2 separate regions of the Danio rerio genome follow, and region 2 is linked to region 1. A link is a contact called in public Hi-C data. All regions are on one chromosome and are shown on one strand. The core of a region is the stretch at or near the end of the contact, and the rest is flanking DNA. Distances in the headings are between cores, read along the strand shown.

Evidence for each region. A called contact is a pair of places that touch in the nucleus more often than the background predicts.
Region 2: a contact with region 1 is called in a Hi-C map of an unstated tissue, with 4 times the contacts expected there. The contact joins the promoter of babam1 here to the promoter of r3hdm4 in region 1. A contact is called at or near these places in 1 of 18 Hi-C or Micro-C datasets (an unstated tissue) and 1 of 4 datasets of contacts at active chromatin or transcription factors (embryo).

Annotation. Positions count from the first base shown.
Region 1 is chr11:5,847,161-5,851,083 of GRCz12tu, reverse strand. It overlaps r3hdm4 (R3H domain containing 4), which reads right to left and starts at 1,892. Exons shown (of 8, transcript NM_001080647.1): 1 at 1,746-1,892; 2 at 714-868. The coding sequence starts at 1,789.
Region 2 is chr11:6,193,523-6,197,445 of GRCz12tu, reverse strand. It overlaps babam1 (BRISC and BRCA1 A complex member 1), which reads left to right and starts at 1,785. Exons shown (of 10, transcript NM_001003752.2): 1 at 1,785-1,884; 2 at 2,126-2,184. The region is part of intron 1 of LOC141376513; the gene reads right to left.

The DNA of each region.
Region 1 (3,923 bases), core at 643-3,142:
TCTCTGGGAAACACATTCACACATTCACACACACACTCATATACTACGGACAATTTAGCCTACCCAATTCACCTGTACAGCATGTCTTTGGACTGTGGGGTAAACCGGAGCACCCGGAGGAAACCCACGCGAACGCAGGGAGAACATGCAAACTCCACACAGATACGCCAACTGAGCCGAGGATCGAACCAGCGACCCAGCGACCTTCTTGCCGTGAGGCGAACGTGCTACCCACTGCGCCGCCCTATTTATTTATTTTTTGTATATATTTATTTTTATTTTTTTATTTTTTTGAGATAAAAAAATAATAAAATTTAATAGCTATTTTTACTTTGGTGGGGCCAGTGGAAATTTTGGCAGGGCAAGTAAAAATCTGAACCATTGGCCCGATCGGATTAGTAGAACAAATCCGTAGCGTTGAACCCTGCATTGTAAAATGGATTTCACGTTATTTGTGAATTTGTAAATATATATGTTATTATGATATATATCAGAAATGATTGAGGTCATCAAGTATTAGACGATATGTCGATATACGGATTATTATGACAGGCCTACTAATGTGTTCAATAGGTTGTATATGAAAATGTAATAAAGTGAGCAAATGATCACATCATTTTTATTTGGGTAAACACATGCTGTGGAGTAATTAATAAATAAAATAAACATTAATGACATAGTGAAGTCCCCAAAAATAAAAAAACAAGACTCACTGTTTTCCTGTCGTCTTTGACTCTTCTTGCCCTTGGCTCTGGGAATAAGGTCCGAGTTACGAATAGCCTGATTAATAAAGAACTGCTTTTTTTTGGCCGGAGAAACACGTTTAGCGGGGGAGCTGGGAAGAGATGAGCATCGTGGCTCATTTAGGCTGCAATAAAAAAAATAACAAAAATCTCTTCAAAATCATTTAATAAAATTGCTTACTCAAACAGTTTATGCATTAATCACTAATCCAATTAGGTAAGTTAAAAAAATATGTGGTTAATGATATATTGGTCTCAAATACAATTATACATGCATATGTGTAAACCAGGTTTGGGTGGATTCATTAATTGTGTCAGTGGACTTAAATGTCTTTCAGTGTTGTAGTGAAACTACAGATTCTTCTGTGAAGACCCACTGGAGTGTTTTTATTTATAGCTCTAGCCACAGGCCAGATGCTTCATGGAAATAGGTCACAGCTTATCTCTGCAAAAACATATGTACATTCTAGGCATCTTACAGGTTTGTTCTTCTATCTATCTATTTTAATAGTATTTGTTGGGAAGAACCCTTCCTTGCTCACCGAAAGAGAAACCAGCAGCCAAAATCAAAATTATAGGAAATATTAACAATAAACAAATAACTAGAGACAGAAAATAAAGTGTATGTATATATATATATATATATATATATATATATATATATATATATATATATATATATATATAGATAGATAGATAGATAGATAGATAGATAGATAGATAGATAGATAGATAGATAGATAAGACAATCGGCTAATGTGCTGAATAATAATTTATATATCATTTACAATAAAAACACCTTAAAACTCTTATTATCATTACATCATTTATATAAAACAGTGGATGATAAAGATGCTATAGACATATGTGACGTTATACGGCGTGCATTTAGTTACGCTTATGAGCTTAGCCGGCTAACAAAAACAACTGACGTGTATGTCGTGAACCAAATAAAATAATTAGCTATCGGCTACAAGCTACATGCTAAAAAAATACACTTACATTATATCCTGTTCCTCATTGTTATTGCTATTCAACACAACCATCGCACAGTCTTCTCTCAAAGAAGCACCACAGACACAAACAAAACAATTAGAAAATGGCCAGAACGGAACAGCTAGCCGAGATGGCTAAAAGCTAGTGACAGAGAGTGTGGGTGGAGTCTGTGGGACCATGCAACCATGACAACTTATTCAGCCAATAAATATCCTTCAAACACTTCCACCTTACCAGAGTCCATAAAGGAGCCTATAGATATATACACTAGATATCGCATACGGACCCTGAGCATGCGTCCACAGCGCCGCCACATTTGTACAGTGCTCCCGGCACAAATGTCATTCAACCGCGCTTGTCAAGAGTGACAACGTGAAGATGCTGGATTTTTAGCGCTGTGTACGGGTGTAGTAACGAGCAAACAAAGAAAACAAAGCACAGAGGCAGAACATTTCATAGATAAGATTTTGTTTTTGTATGTTATAAACATATGTGCTAAACAAGCAACATTACTGATGATAACACACTCAGTACCAAGCTTATGCTAGTTTTGCAAAGTAACAAAGTAAATGAAATATGACAAGATGCTGCGCTGCCAGAAACTTGTATTGTTGTCAGCTAAAGTGAACGAGTCGTTCATAACGGAGATTAATTCACAAACAAATCGCTCCCTCAGTTAGAATGAGAAGACAGGGGGTGTTTCAGGACACAGATTAGATCTAACAGGGAGGGTTGATAATACATTAGCATACACACAAACACAAACTTTTTTTGTCAGGAACGTGCACGTGTGATAACTTATCCACCAATGTAGAAAAGTGATGTCAAATTATAATTTTCGTAATTTAAAAAATAATTTTGCATAATGACCACCAGGAAAACTCCCGAAATTCTCTGGCTCTGCATGGCCACAGTCCTCCACTGCAGCTTGGTCCCACATTCATTTCAAAGGAGCGCTAACCTGTACTAAAATGGCGGCTCTATTGACGCATTCCATTCAATAGACAACAACAGGGTAGGCGACATCTAATGTAAATATCTATAACCAGAGCCCTTAATCTTTTTAATAATTTATTTTCATTGACACTGGACTTGACAACACATTATATTATATTATATTATATTATATTATATTATATTATATTATATTATATTATATTATATTATATTATATTATATTATATTAATATGGCGTCAAAGGAAAAGAAAATCTCATTATATACCTGGTAACCATTTTTTAAGTATTAAAAAATATTATTATTCATTCATTCATTTTCTTTTTGACTTAGTTCCTTTATTAATCTGGGGTCACCATATGATTTATGAAGCAGATGCCCTTCCAGCTGCAACCCAGTAATGAGAAACATTCATACACTCTCATTCACACACTACGGACAATTTTAGCTTACCCATTTCACTTGTACCGCATGCCTTTGGACTTGTGGGAGAAACCGGAGCACCCAGAGGAAACTCAGACGAACATGCAAACTCCACTCCGAAATGCTAACTGACCCAGCTGAGGCTCGAATTTTACGGAGTGTATCATGAGTGCATAAGTAGAGAGTATATAATGTGTGCATATGTATAGTGTATCATGTATAGATTGTATCATGTGCATATGTACAGTGTATCAGGTGCGTTTGTATGTTGTGTATCATGTCCTTTTCGTTGCATGGACTCATCAACTCCCAGTGGCTCAGAGGTTAATGATTCACCTCTCTCACCAGAGACCCGGGTTCAATCCCAGACAATGACATGAATGTATATGTATGGAATATATGTATGTAATGTAACGTGTATATGTATGGTATGTAAGCATATGTATAGAGTGTATATGTACAGACTGTATCATGTGTCTATATGTTTGAAGTGTGTATATGTACAGACTATATCATGTGTCTATATGTTTGAAGTTTGAAGTATACAGACTATATCATGTGTCTATATGTTTGAAGTGTGTATATGTACAGACTATATCATGTGTCTATATGTATGAAGTGTGTATATGTACAGACTATATCATGTGTCTATATGTATGAAGTGTGTATATGTACAGACTATATCATGTGTCTATATGTATGAAGTGTGTATATGTACAGACTATATCATGTGTCTATATGTATGAAGTGTGTATATGTACAGACTATATCATGTGTCTATATGTTTGAAGTTTGAAGTATACAG
Region 2 (3,923 bases), core at 536-3,035, 350 kb before region 1:
GAATGTCATTCACTTTTTCTCGTGTACACACTCACCTGTGGCTTAAAATGTAGCGAAAAATAAACTCCATTGCTACTCCACCGGAGATCAGCTTCAGCACTGCAGGGGGTGGTGGGAGACATATCCAGCTGCAGACCCGCTCACAGGTACACACACATGTGGTGTTTCTATTATTAACATTAAGCGATATGTCACCCAAAATAAAGATTTACCCACTTTTTACTCTTCCTCCAGTGCAGAGATCCCCAATATAGAGCCCGCGGGCCAAAGTTGACCCATGGTTACCTTTGATTTGGCTCGCCAACCAATCAGGGGAGAGCTGGACAAATGATGGGGAAGTGTTGGGGCGAGTCCCTCAAACAGAAATCGTCATTTCTAAATTTAAAAGACCCTTTGTTTGTTTGTTTGTTTGTTTGTTTGTTTGTTTGTTTGTTTGTTTGTTTGTTTGTTGGTGTTGGTTGGTTTGTTTGTTTGTTTGTTTGTTTGTTTGTTTGTTTGTTTGTTTGTTTGTTTGTTTGTTTGTTTGTTTGTTTCTGAGCTCAAAAAAACTGAAGTTAAATGTTTTATTAAATGTGAATTTATTATATATTTTAAAGGATAATTAAACCCAAAAACACATTTCTTTAGATGTTGACAGATACAGTGCTCAGCATATATAGTAGTACACCCCTCACAAATCTATCTTTTAGGTTCATATTTTAATAGAAAGCTATACAATATTATATTTGTGCATATACAGTTAAAGTCAGAATTATTAGCCCCCCTGAATTATTAGCACCCCTATTATTTTTTCCCTAATTTCTGTGTAACGAAGAACAGATTTTTTTAAACACATTTCTAAACATAATAGTTTTAAACTCATTTCTAATAACTGATTTATTTTATCTTTGCCATGATTACAGTAAATAATATATATAATGTTGTACTGTGTCAGTGAACTTGAACAAGTATACTAAAAGACATTAATTTTCACTAGTTTTATTAGTATTTTTTTTCAGTGATTTGAAAAATAAGTTAAATCTTTGTAGACTAAAAATGTTTATATCATTTATTTAAATATTTGGGCAACAAATTATAGATTCATTTTATTTAAAATTATTATATTATTCTTATTTCTTTAATTAAGCTATAGTGGTGTGGCCAGGTAGGGGCCTTACAAGATAATGTGCCCAGGCCCTGAGTTCTTAATCCGGGCCTGGTTACAGCTGAAATAAACTTTATAACTCAAAAACAATGTTACGCATAATAATACAGCTGTTTTGTGTCAGTTAAATCAGTTGACTGTTGAAATTTTTACATTTAATTTTAACATTTTTAACCCAACTGGTTGAGTTATTAAATAAATAAGCAAATAAAGGTTAGAAATAACATAACAAAGTACCAAATATTTAACTCAGCTGGTTGAGTTATTAATAAATAACCTACAGGTTAAAAATAACCCATCAAAGCACCAAATATTTAACTCAGCTGGTTGAGTTATTAATTAATAACCTACAGGTTAAAAATACTACAACAATGCACCAAATATGTTTAACTCAACCATTGGGTTAAATAAATAACTCAACATTTTTTAGAGTGCTGCGTAAAACATATACTGGATAAGTTGTCGGTTAATTCCTACGGATTAATAAAGGGACTAAGTTGAAAAGAAAATGAATGAATGAACGTAATATGCAATCACACCATTATATATTACATTATTATTACATCATTACCTTGCACGTGAAACCTCTAAATCTCCAGTCCACAAGAGGCGCTGATGACCGAAACACTCTTTAACAGTCAGCTCGGTTCGAACAATCGAACAAGGAAGTGTTGAGGAATAATATTGTGAAAACAGCATTTGATTATTTTACTACTAAATTCGTTTTCATTTAATGTTTGGTAAGTTATTGTTATATGTCGTTTCACAGTTTTGATTTCTGCTCCCTGTAAAGGTCTATAATCGTTAACCTGCGTTAAATACATGTCTTGAAAAATCACGAGTGTTGATTCACTGCTGTTGATGTTTTATACAGATGTAACGTTATTTCGTAAAATGCCACTTCAGCTTTGTATTTTAACACAGTCCTTTTATGGCCATGTTATAATGCTAATTCAATATGTGTTTTTTTAAACCGTTTAGAATGTTTGCTGTCATCCTCCTCATTCCGTCTTCTGTAGAAAGGGATCAGTGTAATTGAGGTAAAGTTGCTTTTATATTTACACATTCAGACGTTCTCCATAATAATATAATTTCATAAAAGTATTCGCTGGCAATTATAAATAGTGAAATCATATCAGCAGCAAATGACTATCAAAGCACAACATTGTTCACAGTCAAATAAATAACGTGCTAAAGTTGCTTTCAAGTCATACCTGCATGTTATTGTATGTCACAAGTTGTCACTGAACTAAGACCAACTTTGCCTCAATATCAGTAGTGTTCTGTACAGATGTTTCTGTGCATGTTACTGTTGTTTTTCCTGATTTGTTGTGTTGCTGTCATTGTTAAGATGGAAACAGCCCTAACAAGGAAGATAAAGGGGTGCAAAATCCCACCTTCAGATTTAAAGCCACTAATAAAAGGCTACAGTTGAAATCAGAAATATTATCCCCCCTTTGCTTTTTATTAATATTTTTGTTTCATATTTTCTAAATCATGTTTAATAGAGCAAAGAAATTTTCACAGTATGTCTGATAATATTTTTTCTTTTGAAGAAAGTGTTATTTTTTTATTTTGGCTAGAATAAAAGCAGTACACATTTTTTTAAAATCCATTTTAAGGTCACAATTATTAGCCCCCTTTAAGCTATATATTTTTGGATAGTCTGCAGAACAAAGAATCGTTATACAATACAATAGCTTACCTAATTACCCTAACCTGCCTAGTTGACCTATTTACCCTAGTTAAGCCTTTAAATGTCACTTTAAACTGTATAGAAGAGTCTTGAAAAAAATCTAGTCAAATATTATTTACCGTCATCATGGCAAAGATAAAATAAATCACACTGTTCAAAGGGTCATGGAAAAGTCATGGAAGTTGGACATGACATTTTTCAGGCTTGGAAAAGTTTTGAAAAAGCAGAAACACCCACAAAGTTTTGGAAAAGTCATGGAAAACAGATATCTGTATACTTGCGTTGTCTAAATCAATTTTAAATAGATATAAATATTAATTAAAACTAAATAGATTGTTGCGATTTGAACATGCATCGGCGACGCAGAGGCACAGTAGGTAGTGCTGTTGTCTCACAGCAAGAAGGTCGCTGATTCGAGCCTCAGCTGTGTCAGTTGGTGTTTCTGTGTGGAGTTTGCATGTTCTCCCTGTGTTCGTGTGGGTTTCCTCCGGGTGCTCCGGTTTCCCCCAGTGTGTATGAGTTTGAATGAGTGTGTATGGATGTTACTTAAAGATGGGTTGCAGCTGCAAGGGCATCCGCTGCTTAAATCATGTGCTGAATAAGTTGGCGGGGGACTAATAAAGGGACTAAGCCAAAAAGAAAATTAATGGATGAACAAGCATTATTTTTTTACCATTCATATGTACACATTGCATGAAACATTAGGTCATAAAAATTGACTTGAAAGTCTTGGAAAAGTCATGGAATTTTAGTAGTAAAAATGTCTATGAACCCCGAAATGAGTTATTGCAAGTGAAAACTATATGTTTAGAAATGTGCTGAAAAAACAGAAATTGGGAAATAATTGAATAATTCAGGGGGTTTAATAATTCTGGCTTCAGCTGTATATTTTTAACAAATGGCAAGCAGAATGGGATCAGTGCTCAAAAAGTAAACTTTTTGAAATCCAGCCTGAAATTGAAACAATATCTAAATGTTTAAACTCGAGACACAATCTTGAGTATATCTTGACAGATGTCCTATCAGACACATAAAAATCACACATGAACATTTAATCAAATACTCAAAGGAGAAAAACCCCCA